Linked DNA regions of Ovis aries: regions 1, 2 and 4 are each linked to region 3. Evidence: chromatin contacts called from public Hi-C data. All regions are on one chromosome and are shown on one strand. The core of a region is the stretch at or near the end of the contact, and the rest is flanking DNA. Distances in the headings are between cores, read along the strand shown.

Evidence for each region. A called contact is a pair of places that touch in the nucleus more often than the background predicts.
Region 1: a contact with region 3 is called in a Hi-C map of tail adipose tissue, with 8 times the contacts expected there. The contact joins two enhancer-like sites. A contact is called at or near these places in 9 of 16 Hi-C or Micro-C datasets (hypothalamus, liver, mixed tissues and 5 more).
Region 2: a contact with region 3 is called in a Hi-C map of hypothalamus, with 5 times the contacts expected there. The contact joins two enhancer-like sites. A contact is called at or near these places in 3 of 16 Hi-C or Micro-C datasets (hypothalamus, omental adipose tissue and skin fibroblasts).
Region 4: a contact with region 3 is called in a Hi-C map of omental adipose tissue, with 1.9 times the contacts expected there. The contact joins two enhancer-like sites. A contact is called at or near these places in 3 of 16 Hi-C or Micro-C datasets (liver, muscle and omental adipose tissue).

Annotation. Positions count from the first base shown.
Region 1 is chr25:34,015,580-34,019,807 of ARS-UI_Ramb_v3.0, forward strand. The region is part of intron 3 of ZMIZ1 (zinc finger MIZ-type containing 1); the gene reads left to right. Among named protein-coding and RNA genes, the nearest start is that of ZMIZ1, 75 kb to the left of the region's middle. Within about 2 kb of position 2,437, at least 4 of the 54 cell types and tissues checked have an H3K27ac peak or open chromatin away from gene starts, as enhancers often do.
Region 2 is chr25:33,799,853-33,803,706 of ARS-UI_Ramb_v3.0, forward strand. No RefSeq gene overlaps it. Among named protein-coding and RNA genes, the nearest start is that of ZMIZ1, 140 kb to the right of the region's middle. Within about 2 kb of position 1,604, at least 42 of the 54 cell types and tissues checked have an H3K27ac peak or open chromatin away from gene starts, as enhancers often do.
Region 3 is chr25:33,890,497-33,894,509 of ARS-UI_Ramb_v3.0, forward strand. No RefSeq gene overlaps it. Among named protein-coding and RNA genes, the nearest start is that of ZMIZ1, 51 kb to the right of the region's middle. Within about 2 kb of position 1,690, at least 29 of the 54 cell types and tissues checked have an H3K27ac peak or open chromatin away from gene starts, as enhancers often do. A contact at or near this core is called in liver, where this site is marked.
Region 4 is chr25:33,978,304-33,982,076 of ARS-UI_Ramb_v3.0, forward strand. The region is part of intron 2 of ZMIZ1 (zinc finger MIZ-type containing 1); the gene reads left to right. Among named protein-coding and RNA genes, the nearest start is that of ZMIZ1, 37 kb to the left of the region's middle. Within about 2 kb of position 1,503, at least 18 of the 54 cell types and tissues checked have an H3K27ac peak or open chromatin away from gene starts, as enhancers often do. A contact at or near this core is called in liver, where this site is marked.

The sequences.
Region 1 (4,228 bases), core at 1,187-3,686, 130 kb after region 3:
AGCTGCCTGGAGCTGCCTCTTCCCTCCCCCCACTCGTGCCTGCCCCTCTGCCCTCCTCCCTGACTTCCCTGGGCCAGGGCACAGAGTGACCCCGACTAGTTTGCTTCACCATCGCCTTCTTCCTCTGCCTCCAAGCAGCGTGCCTGGAGACCTGCTACACCTCTCTGAGCGCCTTTACTTTAAGATGAGGAAGGCATCCAACTATATCAGTGCTTTCTTAACCTCCGTCTCTTTCATACCATTTATGTTTAAAATGGTCCTTTAATCGTTCCAGGTGTGCCAACCCTCCCATATTTAACCCCATCCCAAATAATAATATCCACAGACTCGCCAGTGATCACTGTTGTAGCCCAGACACTTCACTGTGGAAATGTGAAGTCTTGGTCCATGGACCACCTAAAATCACCCTTGTTCCACTAGCAGTACATGGATCACTCTCTGGGAGCCCCAGCCTGACTCATCAGAGTCTCCCTGATGAGATCCTCCGATTAGGACCGACTCCTTGCTGAAAACCCATCCATCCATCCATCTGATGAGCATTGCTGGGCACCCACTGAGTACCAGGCCCTAGACTAGGCTAGACTCTGGGAATCCACAACTAGAAGACATCTCAACTGATGGGGTGCCAGATGCAAAGACCTCTCCCTCATCTAGTACCACCAAATCGGGGGTTCGTGATGGGGCACTGAGGACATCGAAGTGAGTGGCTTTGCTGGGGGAAACCAGCCAAGAGGGTGACCCCCGAACCAAGCCTTGATGGATGGAGGGGGCTAGGCATTGTGGGCTGAGGCACAGAGGTAAAGACCTAGAGGTGTGATCTTCAGAACACGGTCCCAGAGGCAGGCAGCAGCCCCACGTGGAGGATATGGGATCAGCAGGGAATAGTGGGAGGTGGGGGCCAGACAGGGGCTGACACTGTCACACAGAGGTCACTGCTAAACCCAGGGCCCACAACATCCACCTGTCTTGGAGTCTGAGAGCTGGTAAACCAGCCGACCAGGATGCATCCCCTGGAACCCCAGGTCTCCCACCACACTGAGCAGCAGGCGCATCCCAAGCTCCTTGGCCATGACAATGTCTTGGAATGCAGCCTCTGCTCTGCAGACTGTAGGTACAGCCCCCCTCTCCCCTGCTGCCAGCCCCGCTCGTCCCAGGGGACCCGAGCTGCAGATGTGCATGGCGATTGAATCGTTTCTGCACACCACTGCTCACACGGCTCCCCTGGGGACCCGCCACTTGCCTGTGCAAGCTGTCAGGAGATGTGTGTACTCCGTGCGTCTGGGTCAGCACTCAAGTGTGTGTGTGTACCTATACTTAAGTGTGCAAATGGGGTACATAAGCATGTGTTTGTGCACACACAGATGCAGAAGCCTCTCGGCTGAGTTCTTGTTTGTTAAGTGTACCAGTTAACTTGTTGACCTCAAAAGGGGAAAATAAAACAGCCTGATGTTAGTACCCCTGATCCTAGCCCTAGGGAGCTGCCTCCAAGGTTCCAGGGCCGCACTTTCCATGGAGCAGATTAGAGCAACTCAGTATTTCTAAGGAGGAGCCTATGAGGGCCATGTGCCTCCTCCAGCATTTTAGACCAGGTGAGAATCTGCCAGGGAGCCAGGAGGTGGCCCAGGTCTCTCCTTAGGCCCCGCAAGGTGGGTTCCAGTCCCACTCATCCTTCTTCCCCTGTGTCCATCCCCTCTCTCCGCCCCTGCCTACCATCCCACCAGGACATGTGGTCCCCAGGCGCCCTTTCCAGTTCTCCACAGTCTACTCTCCGAGCCGCCCTACTTGCCTGAGGGCAGCAAGCTTTCCTTGAGCGCATCTTCTGTGCTGAGCTCCCCTGAGGCCGGACTCACCCGAACTCCCCTACTAGTGGTGAGTCGTGCGAAATGAAAGCTTGGCCCAGAGTTTCCTGGGCCAGCAGGCTCCCCGCAGGCCTGCCTTGAGACAGCCTTTGCGATTCTAGAGTCAAGCCATCTTACACTTGTTGAGATGGCGTTTTCCAAACAGCTGGAGCTCCTGACACCAAAATTCTAAGATGTTGAGTTTGAAGAGCCGCCAGCAGCCAGCTAGGCTTTGTTTTACAGATGGGAAAACCAAGGAGGGTGGCAGAGCTGGGCTGCCTCCAAGCTCCCACACTGACTAGCCTTGCATCCCCTGCTGGCTGGGGGCTGCTCAGACCAGGACAGAGGACCCGGCACCACAGGGGTGGACCGCCTGAGCCCACTCTCCATTCGGAGGCAAACAGATGGCAGGAAGGGCCAAGGCATGGGTACACCCAGGACCTGGCCACCAGTGATCTCCAGCTGGGAGGGAGCCTGGCCGCAGTGGGTGCTGGAGTTACAGCCGCCACTGAGGATTTGTAGCGACTCGTAAAGGCTTAGAGGTGTCCAAGCTGGAAGGAGGGAGGCAGCAGCCAAGCCCAGCAGCGCTCCTGTGGTGGAGGGCGACCTCTGCTGGCCGCTGAGCACTCCCACTTTCCCGCACCGGCCAGCATGCAGGGAGCCCAGCGGCACTGGGATGGCCTTGGAAGCAAGTGGATGGGTGTGGACAGGTTCCAGGGGCACATCTTTCTGGGCTCAGGCACAGTCTTGGGTGGGGACTTCCAGGAGTCTCCGACCTCCAGTCTTGGAGGATTGGAAAGCGGAGGGTTTGAATCAGCCCAACACCGTCCCAGCTGTGTGACCCTGGGAAAGTCACTTCATCTCTCTGAACCTTTTAGGATTAAGTGAATTAGCAGTGCACAGGGCCTGGCCTAGAGCCTGAACACAGCAGGTGCAGAACTAATGGGAAATCTCACACTGCCCCTCAGGGAGCCACCGTTCCCATGCCTCCTTCAGCACCCCTCTTCTCCTCGTGTCTGTGATCTCTAGCCTTCTAGGCTTTGGCCCTCTTCCTTCATGGGCCGGCAGCACCAGCCCATCCATTCCGGGTGTTAACAGCCCCAATTTTCCGCCGATCTTGGCGGCTTACAAGTGTCACCTCTCCTGTGAGTGTCTCCTTAATCAACTGGACATTTTGTTCTTTCATAGATTGAGACATACATGACTTGCAGTTGTCCCTGGGACGTGTGGTGTCTCTCCTGTCAACCTCTGGGTCTCACAGGTGTCCCAGGCCCAGCCATTCATGTCTTGGTTCCTACAACACGGAGCCCTGGCCTGGGAGTAAAGCCCCCTGGGATCTCGCTCTAGCTCAGAGGTGCTGTGTGGCTTTAGACACGCCCCCTGTGTCTAAAGGCCCCCAAGAATAAAACCAGCTGAACTCGAGGTGGTGGAGGAACTCAAGGCAGCTTTGGTCAGTGACATTCTGAGCATCTTTGAATCCAGGTGGGCCGCAGGCCCCCCAAGAATAAAACCAGCTGAACTCGAGGTGGTGGAGGAACTCAAGGCAGCTTTGGTCAGTGACATCCTGAGCATCTTTGAATCCAGGCGCTGTCTCAGATCAGACAGGCCTCCAGATGGTACAGGGCAAGAGTCAGTGCAGAGACAGACCCAAACTTGGACAGGCTCTCTCCCCTTTATTGTTTGCCTTCCTCAGGGGAAGCCTGTGGCCCCCTGCTTGCGACTCAACAGGGAAGGACAGCCTCTGGCCCCCCAGGTGGCTGTCTTGGTGGGTTTGGTGCCTGCTTGGGGCTGCCCTGGGTGGGCTGGAGCCCCCAGTCATTCTACAGGCGCTTATCAAGACCCCGCTAGGCCTCTGACTCTATAAACAAAATGCTGTGCCCATCCTGGGAAAAGTTCCTACCTAGAGACTGTTGCGAGGCCACCTAGAGTGAAAGTGAAGTCACTCAGTCGTGTCCGACTCTTTGTGAAGAGCCCCACCAGGCTCTTCTGTCCATGGGATTTTGCAGGCAAGAATACTGGAGTGGGTTGCCATTTCCTTCTCCAGGAGATCTTCCCGACCCAGGGATTGAACCCGGGTCTCCCGGATTATAGGCAGACGCTTTTACCATCTGCGATCCCTCACCAAATTTCCACAGTTCCAATTCCTAACCCCCCGGGCAGTTATCTTCATCAACAGCACCCCCTGCTGGCCACATGGGCCGGCGCAGGCCTTTTGTCCTGGTTGGCTGCTGCCTGTGGGCAGGGGGTTGAGGTCTGCACAGGCCTGGGGTTTCCTCTGACTTCCCTTCAGACTCCTCCTTTTTAATGGGGCACTTTGGCTCAGCACCCCTGCCCTGCTAGCTGTGGAAACAGCAGTCTGTAACGGGGACCCTGGCAACCAGTGTTCGTTC
Region 2 (3,854 bases), core at 354-2,853, 91 kb before region 3:
TGGGATGGACCTCTGTGAGGCTGTGCGGTTGCCAGGGAAGCCAGAAGAAATGTCCCCAGTCCTGTCCCTGATTCTGACCCCAGGGGGCGGGCTCTTCTCTCTATCCCCCAGAAGGTCTGGGCTAGCTCAGGCCCCTTCCCCCAAGCTCAAGAGCTCATGAGAGCTCCCACAGACCAGGCCCAGGGGGACCTCCCCACAGTGGGGGCTCACCCTGCCCTGGCCTTGGTCAGACTCCGCTCTGCTCTGCTCTTGCCCGGCATGAGTCAGCGCCGGGAGCCTGCGTGTGGCCACAGCTGGCTGGACGCTGAGGCCAGTCAGGCCAGGCCCTGGAGGTCTGCTGGGGCCCTGGGGCCTCACTAATGGGAAGAGATGGCCCCGAATGACCCATAGGATCACACAAGGGAAAGGAAAAAGGCCCAAGTAGAGAAATCTAAGCACACAGCAAGAATCTCAAAGCTTAAAGGGGCAGAAGCAGACTCAGAGTCAGAAAAAAATCACACAACACACACACAGGCCACTGGCCCTGACGTGGACACACACTCTTGCGTACACCACGTTCCAGATATACACCACACACACACACACACACACACACACTCTGGGCGTCTGTAGCGTACACCAGACACACACACGGAGGCATCCCCAGAGGGTGAGCCCACACAGGGAAATCAGCCGCACGCAGCAGATGCTCGCATGCCTGTCTGTGGCGTATGGCTTTTGTCAAACCCAAGGAAATAAGACTCGAAACCCTCAGCACACGTGTCCAGAGGGGTTTGCAGACATGGGACCACACTCGCTCTCCCTATCGGGCAGGATGTTTGTGAGGGCTGCACTCGAGGCCAGCCTGGTGACCGGGGGTCCGGGGCACCCCATCCCACGCCCCCTGTGGGGGGGGGGACCAGGCGGCCCCTGCCCACCCCAGCAAGCCCGACTTCTGCGCCCGCCAGGAGGTCGCGGAGTCGAGCGCGGCCAGGAAGTCAGCCCGGAGTGACAGCTCCCCCACGCTGTTTGTTTATTCATGACTCATTCGTCTCCACAGACTGGCTCTTCTTTCTTTCGGGAGGAGGGGAGAGAGGAGCGGGAGGGAGGGAGGCGGGAACGAGGGAGGGGGACGGGAAGGGGGGCGAGCCAGACTCCACAATAAACAATGAGGCAGCTGAGCCGGCGGGCGGGGGAGGCGGCGCGGCCGGGGCCGGGGCAGAGGCGCCCCCACTCCACGCCCCCGCCCCGACCCGCCGCCCAGGCGCTCGCGCAGGAGCCCCTGGACTCCCGCTCCGCCCGGTCCATCCCATCCCGGCCCGGCCAGCCCAGCCAGCCTCCACCACCTCCCGGCGACCGGGCAGGAGCAGCCGTAATTGGATCCGCGCCGCCTCCTCCCAGCTCCCCGCCCCCAATCGGGGAGCCGGATAAATGCCGGGTACCTTGGCAAAACAGTCGGATCCAAACCTATTATTTGGCTAATGGGCTTCCCTCGTGCGGCTCCGCAACACCCCGCAGGCTCCCCCTCCCCCAGTTCCCAGAGCCGGTCCCCGCGCCCCTCCGCGCCCGCCGCCTCCCCGCCCCGCTCCAGGAGGGGCTCGGCCGGGGCTCCGGATAACTGGAGGAAGCGCGGGGCCGAGGCTTCAAGGGCCTCATTGTTCTGCCTCGAGGGGCACATTGAAAGTGCTCCAGGATTTGCTTCCTGTGAAAACAGGCTGGGAGGGAGGGGGGCGATGCGCGGTGGAAAGACATTATCCTCCTGGAAGCTGCCCAGACTATACAGGGAGAAAAGGCTTGTTTTGATTGTTGCTGGCTCTCTCTTTCCTTCTTTCTTTCCTCCTTTTTCTTTCTTTTTCCTTTTGGCCCTCCCCTCCGTTTGCTGCCCTCCCCAGACCCAAGATGAATCTTGACGGCTGTTGAGCAAGTGGGAAAACGTGGGGCTGTTTTCTGCATAAAATAAGGCGGGTGATAGAGGCAGCGCCAGATATAAAGTCTGATTCAGAGAAATTCTAAAGAACGCAGGGGCGATGAGGTGGGCAAATCCAAGAAGCTCATTTCCCCAGCATGCCCCTCTGAGTCACATCTTGCACCATGAGGGAAAAACACATCACACCACAATATGTCACATGCCTGCTGCGGAGGACCGGGCTGGTGGGGGATGTAGTCCACCTTCCTGAGCCTGGGTCAGCAGGGGCAGCTGGGAGGAGGCAGGGGCCAGCCCCACCACGGGCTATCCGAAACCCTGCTCTTCCCCTTTCTACCTGAACCACCTTGAACATTAATATTAGTAACAGGGAACACGCCATAACACCTACTATGTGCTGGGCTCTGTTCTTTGTGTTTTCTGTAATATTATCTTATTTAATCTTCACTACATCTATATAAAGGCAGGTGCTTTTATTATCTCTACTTCCAGAAGGGGAAGCTGAGTCCAGGAAGACTTAGGAACTGCCTGATGTCACGAAGCTGGTAGCGGGGGTGCAGGTAGGGGAAGAGCAGGCTGGCTCTCACGTTCATCATCTTGGCCACTGTGTGACTCTTTTGAACCTCACACTGCTCATCAGGAAATGGAAATAATGACCCTGACCTCATGAGGGGGTTCGAGGATGCATGAAGAAAATTCAGGCAATGAATTCAGGACCAAACTGAGTGCTAACTCCTTTCAATACTGCCGTCATTTTCATGTAAAGTAGCGGCAAATAGGTAAAGTTCCTTCCTAACTCCTAGGCTTCTCAGTAGGGATTGGAGAGGCCTGGCCCTTAACAGATGCTCATGAATTTATTTTTATCTCCTTCCTTTTCCCATCACATCTCAACCAACCTAGCCAGTTCTTCTGTCTAAAACTCCCCCCAAAACTGTCCATCGGGGTAACCATAGGAGTTCCTCTCCCATGTCCTCAGCCCCTACCACCTATCCATGTCAAACAATGCAGAATTTTCCACAGACCCAGAATCCTGGGCTAACATGGGCCTGCCTAGACCACCATACTTTCCATTTCAACACACTCCGCCCAGGCCGCTTCCCTGCCCCACCTACAGGACTCCTGATCCATTTTACACTACCCCACTTCATTTTTTTCCACATAGTCGCATCACCTCCTCACATACTCTAGAATTTTCTTGTCATATTTTCTTTCTGTCCATCTCCCCTCCATCTCAGCTGGAGAAGGCAATGGCACCCCACGCCAGTACTCTCGCCTGGAAAATCCCATGGACGGAGGAGCCTGGTAGGCTGCAGTCCATGGGGTCTCGAAGAGTCAGACACGACTGAGCGACTTCACTTTGACTTTTCACTTTCATGCACTGGAGAAGGAAATGGCAACCCACCCCAGTATTCTTGCCTGGAGAATCCCAGGGATGGGGGAGCCTGGTGGGCTGCCACCTATGGAGTCGCACAGAGTCGGACACGACTGAAGCGACTTAGCAGCAGCAGCAGCAAGAGCAAGGAACATCCTCTTGCTCACTGATGTACCCCAGCCATTTCCATCTCATAGAAACTCTCAGTACTTATTTGTGAAATGAATGAATGAGCCTTTCCACCAGCTATTCTCTCTTGTTCTCTTCCCCCTTTCCCAGCCCTATCCCCCTGCCTCTGTTCCCCAGGAAAACTCCTGCTCATCCTCCAAGTCCCTGCCTCTCTGAATCCTTGCACCATCCCTCTCATCCTGCATCTCCTTTCCTCTTACTGCTCAGGCCTTGCTCACCTTCCTTCTCAAACCTCCCCACTGGCCCTTCTGGAACTCACTTCCTTTAAAAAGTAGGTTCACTTCTTCTTAGGAACACAAAAAGTATTCACAAGAGCACCTTCATCTGTCTTTGGCCTCGTGATGGAAACCTTGGGACTCCCATGCTGAAGCCTCAGTCCTCCCCAGGGGA
Region 3 (4,013 bases), core at 440-2,939:
CGGCGGTGTCATTGTTCTCTGACGTCACGCAGAGGCCCCGCCCCTCGACCCCCATCCCGGCTCCCGGGCTCCGACTCCTGGCGCCCGAGACCCAGCAGCCTCTAAAGCCCCGGCAGAGCAAGGCTCCCCCCGCGGCCCGGCCGGGGCTGCGCCCCCTTGCGCTCTCCCCAACTTGCCTTTGTTATTCCAGCTCCCTTCCTCGCCTCGCCTCCAACACCGCGGCGGATTGGAAAACGCGGAGCGCGGAACCGCCACTACACCTGGAATCCGAAGCCGGCGCCGGGCCGAAGCCTCCCCAGCTGGCGCGGGGAGGGGAGTGCGCGCGTGCGCGCGTGTTTGTGTCCAACCCGGGCTGTGCGGGCGCTGATTATGATTTGGGACTGAGGGTACCGCAGATCATGAGTAGGGGGGCTGAGGGGAAGGGTTATGGAAGAGGACGTGGAAGGATGTGTTTGCATGTGTACCTGAATGTGAGGATTTAGTGCACAGGGGATGTTTTGTTTTTTGAGTGTATGTGGGTTTGTACAGTGGTGTGTGCGCGCTTGCCATGTACACTGGCATATTTGTGAGCGCAAATGTACGTGTGTGTGGGTGCGTGTGCGTGTGGAAGCGTGTTAGTAATACTCAGTGTGGGTGCAAACGTGTGCCGTTTGGGTAGGAGTTTCCGTGTGAGGGGCAGCGGATGTGAGCTGAAGTGGGTGCACACTTAGATGCTCTCAAGGGTGGGTCTGCCTGGGGAACCCCGCGAGCGGCTGTATCCAACTACACCTTGTGAGTGCCATCATTCTCCCCGACTCCTGGGACAGTGCACAGCCCTAAGCCGGAATCCTGCGCCACCGCTCCCTTCTCGCCCGCCCGCTCCCAGCCCCCGCCGCCCACCGCCCGCGCACTTTAGGCCTGGGATGTTCCCCGCGGGGCCTTGGGGAATCCAAGCGCTTTTGGACCGCAGAGAGTGCGGGGACAGACCTTGCGCACCGCTTCTACCCGGCGCTCCAGCCTCCTCCAACATTGCCTTTGGTGGGAGGGGGCTGGCGTCCTCTGCTCCCCCCACCCGCCAGCCCCCGGGCTCTAGGAGCAACCCCAAAGCCTTCTCCAAGAGAAGGCTTTGGCAATCTCTTTAGCAACTCGCTCAGCCCTAGTACTGGTACCTGACAGCTTTCGCAGCCCCGAGCGCACTCCTGTCGGGGGCGTGAGAGCAGAGCGGGGGACACTACGCTGAGACTGGTGATTTCAGCCTCCTTCCCAGTATGAACACATCTTAGGTTCAGCATTTCTCTCCTGCTCCAAACTTGCTGGGGCAGCTGGGGGTGAGGTCGCAGTTAGGGAGGGGGTGGGTGGGAGCTTCCAGAGAGCAGTGGAGGGAAGAGAGAGAAGGAGGTGAGTGGGAGTAGGGGAGTGGGTGACGCACGAAGCCTATCGGAGCCCTAGAGGGGAAAAAGCCTGGAGAGCGCCCAGACCGAGACGCTCGGAAAAAAGGGAGAAAAAGAAAAGGGGAAAGAAAAGGGAGAGAAAAAAGAAAAGAGACCGCGAGAAAGGCGAGACCGCAGAGAGCGCTAGGGAAGCCGAGCTGAGCGCTGGCGGCGGCGGCGGCGGCGGCGGCGGTGGTGGCGCTGCGCTCCGCTCCTCCCTCCTCCCCGAGTTCCGCACCGGCTTTTGCGGCCGGCCGGCGGCGCGGGGCCCTTTGGAAATAGAATAGCCAATGTAATCTGACACTTCAACTTGCTCGGCTCCGGGCGAGTTGATTCACTTACTCACCCCCTAACGCCGAGTTCCTTTTCACTGTCTGTGGACATTAAAAAAGCGAGCTGCGGCGGGCGCCCGGGAGAGCGATCGGCCAGGCGGCGGGCAGCGACCGGGCGGCAGAGCAAGCGAGCAGCGCCGGCGCAGCGCGGTGACCCCAGCCCCGGTCGGCGCGGAGCAGAAGCCGGCGCGGAGCCCATCTCGGCGCCCTCGCAGCTCCTCCCGGCCGGAGCCGGCCCTGCCGGGCAGCGGTGGCTGTGGCAGCGGCGCGTCCTCCAGCGGTAGCAGCGGCGCTCGCAGCACCGGGTAAGTTTGGGGCCAGACCCTGGCGTCCGCTGGCCCCAGGCCTTCCTCCTGCTCTCCGTGTACTCCTGGGGTGCGATCGTGGAGCGCCGGGTGCTGGAGCTTTTTCCCTTTTAGGGTCCGCCGGGACCTGGCGAGCCGGGCGAGTGCCCGGCGGCCGAGCTCCGCTGCGCTCTTCTTGGCGACCCGGGGCCGAGGCCCAGGCGACCGAGGAATGCCCGGCTGCGCGGAGCCGGCTTGGTCTGCGCGCGGGGTTCGGGGCTCTTCGGGTGTGCGGGGCGTGAGTGCAGTTGTGCGCGCGCGGACCTGGTGCCCGCCTCCTGCCGGCGCGCCTGCAACCCTGGTTCCGTACACCCGGGGGCCGGGCAGGACCAGGATTCGGGAAGAGAGGGAGAGAAGGACCGGGGTAGGATCATCTCGGTCTCCCTCCTTTCCTTTGGAAAGACGCGAAGTTGTGCGCCTGTGTGTAGGAGAGCCGCCCGGGAAGGCGCCGGATTTCGGGGCGGCAAGGGGTGGTGGTGTTAAGTTGTGCATCTGAATTTCCAGGGGAAACACACTTTTGTAAATGGGAGTGGGGGGCGCGGTTAAGTTGTTTGTGTGCGAATTGCCCGGGGAGACGCGGTGCTCCGTACTAGCGGGGAACGCCAAGGGGTGTGTGAAGGGTCTTCCGGTAGATCTTTAGAAACCCGGGGAGCCTTCAGGCCAAAGCCTGGATGGGGCTGCCCCGACCAGGAGGGGAGCCCAGGGGGAAGATGAGCGTGTGTGTGCGCGCGCGCGTTGCAAATACGAAAGTAATTTCCCCGTGTTCTTTCTTCCTCTCCGTCTCCGGCGGCGGCGGCCCCGGGGGAGTGGGAGGCCGGCCGGGGCGGAGGTTGGGGGCCCGGGCCGGGGCTGGGACTGGGGCTGGAGCTGGGGTGGGGGGCGGGCTCTGGAAGCTTGATTCACATTCCTGGCGTCTAGGCTGGGGGGAAAACAGTGGGGAGCGCGGCCTCGGCGTCTAGGGCGCGGGCAGCGGGTGCGCGTCGCCCCCTCGCCAGGGACATCTGTCCAGGAAGCCAGCCGGGCGAGGAGAGGGCGCGGTGCGGAGGGCAGGCTCCCCGCCCCGGAGCAGCGGGGGCGCGGGCTAGGGGCAGCCGCCTTCCCGGCCATTGTGCGCCAGCAGATTTTCACGGGAGACTGCCCCGGAGCCGCCGGAGAAGGCCGGGAACCGGCCTCAGCCCCGGGTTTAAAAGACACTCCAGGAATGTAAACAACCCGACCGGAGGGCGGGCGGGCGGGGGCGCGCCAGGGCTGCCGGCCGGGGCCCCCCACCCCTCCCCAGGGGACAGCCGGACAGCAGGGCCGCCCAGCCCGACCCCTCTACCTACCACAAACTTTTTCCTCCCTTGCCTTCCCTTCCCACCTCGCTCCTCCGGCAGGGCACTGAGGGAGGGCCTCTCCGCGGGCGCGGACCCAGGGCGCCTGGCACCCGGCGCCTGACCCCGGAGGGCTGGCGGCCGGGCCCCTGCTTGGGTGTCCAGAGCCCCGGCTGGCTGCCTGGGAGCCGCAAGCTTCCTGGGCAGGCAGTGCCGGAGTAACTGGGGCTCTGAAAGCCTGCCCGCCTGCCTCCCTCCCGCTGCTTCTTCCCCCGCTCTCCCCCTTCTCCTCCCCCCTGACTGCTTTTCCAGTGCCCTGACATGAGGGAGGAAGATTTAACTTGGCAGCCCAAACAAATGTTCTCTCAGAGGTCCTCCAAGAAGCTGGCGGCTGGGCTGGCAGGGTGAGGGCACTGCTGGGCCAGCCTTTTTCTTCCTTCTCTGCTATGGCCATTTGGAGCCCCCTGGGTGGACAGCCCAGGGCACGGGAGAGTAGGGCCCAACCTTTACTGATTTAGAAGGGCAGGGGAAAGCTGCTTCTGGAAGCCCCTGGCTTAGCGTTGGGCAGGAGCTGCCTGGAGCTGCTTCCTGGTGCCAAGGGTTTTCTGGAGGATT
Region 4 (3,773 bases), core at 253-2,752, 88 kb after region 3:
GGCACGCAGTGAGGACCTGCAGGGCAGGGCCAGACCCGACGTGCTGGGTATGGGCAGGCTGTAAGGACAGCTCGAACTATTCTCAGGGAAAGTGAAGACAGATGGGATCATTGAACCAAGTTTGTGATTCTCAGGCAGACCAGGCCAGGAGTTTGCCCAGATCCCAACCAACCAGCTTCCCAGGTCTGTTTACTTATCTTTTCCTTGAGACCAAATGCAGCTACTGCCCTTTGGGGAAAAGACTCAGGAGTTCAGGCCTCTCCTGAACACTCAGGGCTTGCTGAGTCTCTGAGCTCAACCCCACTGTGCATGGAGTGAGTGCAAGGGTCTCACAACAGGAGATAACCAGACACCCAATTTTAATCATGCCAGGAGAAAGAAAGAAATACTGTCCACATATCTGGAAGTTCAGGGCAGGGAAAGCTCACTTGAGGGGACTTTTAGGGAAGACAGCATGGTGGAGGCGGTCCTTGGGGCATCAGAGGATGGACAGGGTTCCGATGGGCAGAGCTGGGACTGCAGAACTGTTGAAAGTGTGGTTTGAGGTAAGACAGGGCATATTCTTCCACTTCTCAGCTGCATGACCACTGGTGTCTGCTGCGAAGTTTCTTCATCTGTAAAATGGGCTTACGGTTCCCTGGTGACAGGATTGTGCTGAGGATGGGGTGAGGCACTGAGAGCTTCTGGGGTGTTGAGGAAGGGCTCTGGCAGGCAGCAAACGCGCCAGGTTTCTGGCAGCCTGAGTCCCTCACATCTTGAGCACGATGGGTGTGCACAGGCACGTGTGTTATTGGCAGCAGGTATGAGGCCCTGAGGCCTAGTGACAGCCCTGAACTGCAGGCCGAGAGCTGGCATTGGTGCAGCCCCCCGCCCACCGTGCCAAACGGGGTGGTCCAGCCCCCTCCCCCCAGGGGCTTATGGGAAGCTCTGTGCTCTGGCCAATGCCCCGCTCTACAAGGCCAGCAGGGGCCTCCCCTAGTGGGTGAGTAGCTGGAGAGACAACCCGAAGCCACCTTTTTCCTCCTGATCAGCAGGCCTTGGCTTCCACGAGGCCCTGGACCCTCGGTCTGTCTCGTCCACGTCTGGATTCCTCCCCCTCCCCCAGCTTGGTGAGGTCAGGGAACATGTATTCCAGGAATGCGGGAGGCGGGGCGGCTGGCCCGGCTTGGATAACCATCGGGGTAAATATTTGCCTTGCTCCGGGAGCCAGCACTGGCCGCCGGGGGAGGACGAGGGGGCCTGCTCCCAGGGTCATGTAAGGGGATGCGTCCCTGGGTGGGTCTTTGAGGTGAAGGAACCCATGTCTCCCCGGCGACCCTGGGAGTTGGGTCTGAGGCCACCTTCCCAAACAGGGCCCCTGGCCCGCAGTAGCAGAAGCTGCTCGGCCCACCGGTAAAGTGAGGGTGGGAAGAGCTGCCCGGCCCGACTGAGACGAGGAGGGTCAGGCCCACGTGGGAACCAGTGCTGGTCAGTCCAGCCAGTGGAACAGCAGGCTGGACCCAGTATGGGTGGGTGCCCACGTGACCGTGTTCTGGCCTGCACTTGGCCACCTGTGACCTTGACAGTCATCACTCACTGACCTGTTCCTGACCCGTCTGTAGGTGTGCTTGCGTCTGTGTTCCCGTGTCTTGTGAGGCTCTCACAGCCACCAGAACATGAGGGGCATGTGTGTGTGATTAGCAGCAGTTGACAAGAGTCCAGAACTTCAGCTCAGCACTGTCACTGGTGTGGTCCCATGCCCTAGAGACCACAGCGGGGTAGCCCGAGCCCCTCTCCCAGAAGCCTGTGGGTAGGGCAGTGCTCTGGCCAATGTCAGGCTCTGCAAGGTCAATGTGAAGCTTGTCTTGGCAGGTGAGTAGCTGAAGGAGTGATTAGTCCCTTTTTAGAGAGGAGATGGGGGCTCAGAGATGCCAAGTGACTTGCTCGAGGTCACCCAGCATTAAAGGGCAGAATAGGGATTCAAACTCAGCTCCACCCACCCTTGCCCTGGACGTTACCTCTGAGGACAAGGCCAGGCTCCGGTCCAGAATCTGGGCTCCCAACCCTTGGTGGCTTAGAGCACACTGGTCACTTAGCCACGGGCCTCTGGCCACTGTCACAGAGCGGTCACAGAGCCCCACATCCCGGATGCACCATGGCGTGGGCACCTCTGTCCTCCCAGAACCCCAGTCGGCCCTGCATGTCTCTGGCCAGCCCCGGCCCCAGTCCACTTGGCCTGGTGCCTGCACTCAAGCCCACACCCAGGTGGGTCCTTCCTCCCAGGGGATCCCTAGAGGAGGAAGGGATGGGAAGGGGGTGGGGCTGGGAGAATCCATCTGGGTCCTGGGACAGTCCCCACCCCCAAGTGACCTCTGCCAAGTCCCAGACCCAACCTCACCACTTCCCAGCCATTACACCCCTGGCAACTCTACCCTCCCTCGGAGCTCACTGTCCTGCTCTGCAAAGAGGGAGCTTGTTCCCACCCTGCCCTGCTCTCGGGAGCGCCAGACGTGAGATGACAGTGGAAGTACATTTCAACCTGTGGTCTGCACACCTCCCCTTCTACCCTCTCCTGCCCTTGCAGCCAGACACGGCCTTGTAGTCGGGGCGTCCCCCTCATCCAATCCAGAGGGAGAGTCCTGAGCTCAGCAGAGCCCTCTCTCTGGGCAGTGGGGAACCCATCCCTTGCGGAGCCTGGGTGGGCCCCACCACCCCTCTCAGCCCTGAGTCTCAGGCTGCCCTCCGCTCCGTGGCACTGAGGGCCTTTTAAGCAGCGCACACTCACCTGGGTGGATCTGTATCCTTCATGGCTGTGGTCTAGCCAGGCTGGGAGCAGACATGGGATGCCTCCCCCGGTCTCCCCAGGTGGCCAGAGCCCTGCAGGCTGTGAGGCTCACCTACGGGCACCCAGGGGGCCAGGGATGAGGGCGGGTGACTTCATCTGTGAGTTCACAGCCCCTCCCGGGCCTGAGTTCCCTCACCTCCACCCCTGAGTGGGGCCCAGTGCACAGACAAGGGAGCCCGGGTGTCCAGTTGGACATCTTGAACAAGGTGAGTCCGTGTGGACAGACCACGCACTCATGCCCGGCCCTGTTCTTATTACTTTTCGCTCTGTATTACCTGCATGACCTTAGGAAGCTGTAGAAGCTCTCTAGACCTCATGTGTAAATTGAGGGTGCTATTTAGGTTCTACTTCATAGCATTTCACTGAGGGCTAAAGAAGCATCATAGGAATAGCCCCCAATGTGGACCCAGTTCAGGCAAGCTTCTGGTCCTTTCTCCTTCCCAGATGAGGGTCCAGTGCAGGCTCATAGGGAAGGGGGTCAGTCCCTAATCAGGGCCTGAGTGCATATCCTGGTGACCCCTCTGTGTGATGCCCTTTCTGTTTGACCTTGGACACGTCTCTTTCCCTCTCTGGTCTATTTGCCTCTTTGCACAAGTCCAACAGCAAAGAACCAAGGATGGTTGGGGCAGAGAGACACGTATGTGTGCGCCGTGAGCCGGAGCACCTCTGCAAGGCAGGATGGGCGGGCGTCATTCCTCGGGGCCGGGACATTGCTCACCGAGTGAGCGAGGACTTTCCGGCTCTGGCTTCTGTCTCAGCTGCCAAAATAATTATTTTCTCTTTGTCAGCGGGTCTGCGGCCAGCTTGCCTTTGGGAAAGGACTGAGCTGTGGCTGGTAGGGAAGCAGGAGGCTGATTCCTGTTCTGCCCCAGCCTCTGACTTGCTGCATGACCCCGGGACGGAGGCAGGTGCTGCCCTCTCCAGGCCTCTGCTGTCCTCCTCCGTGAAA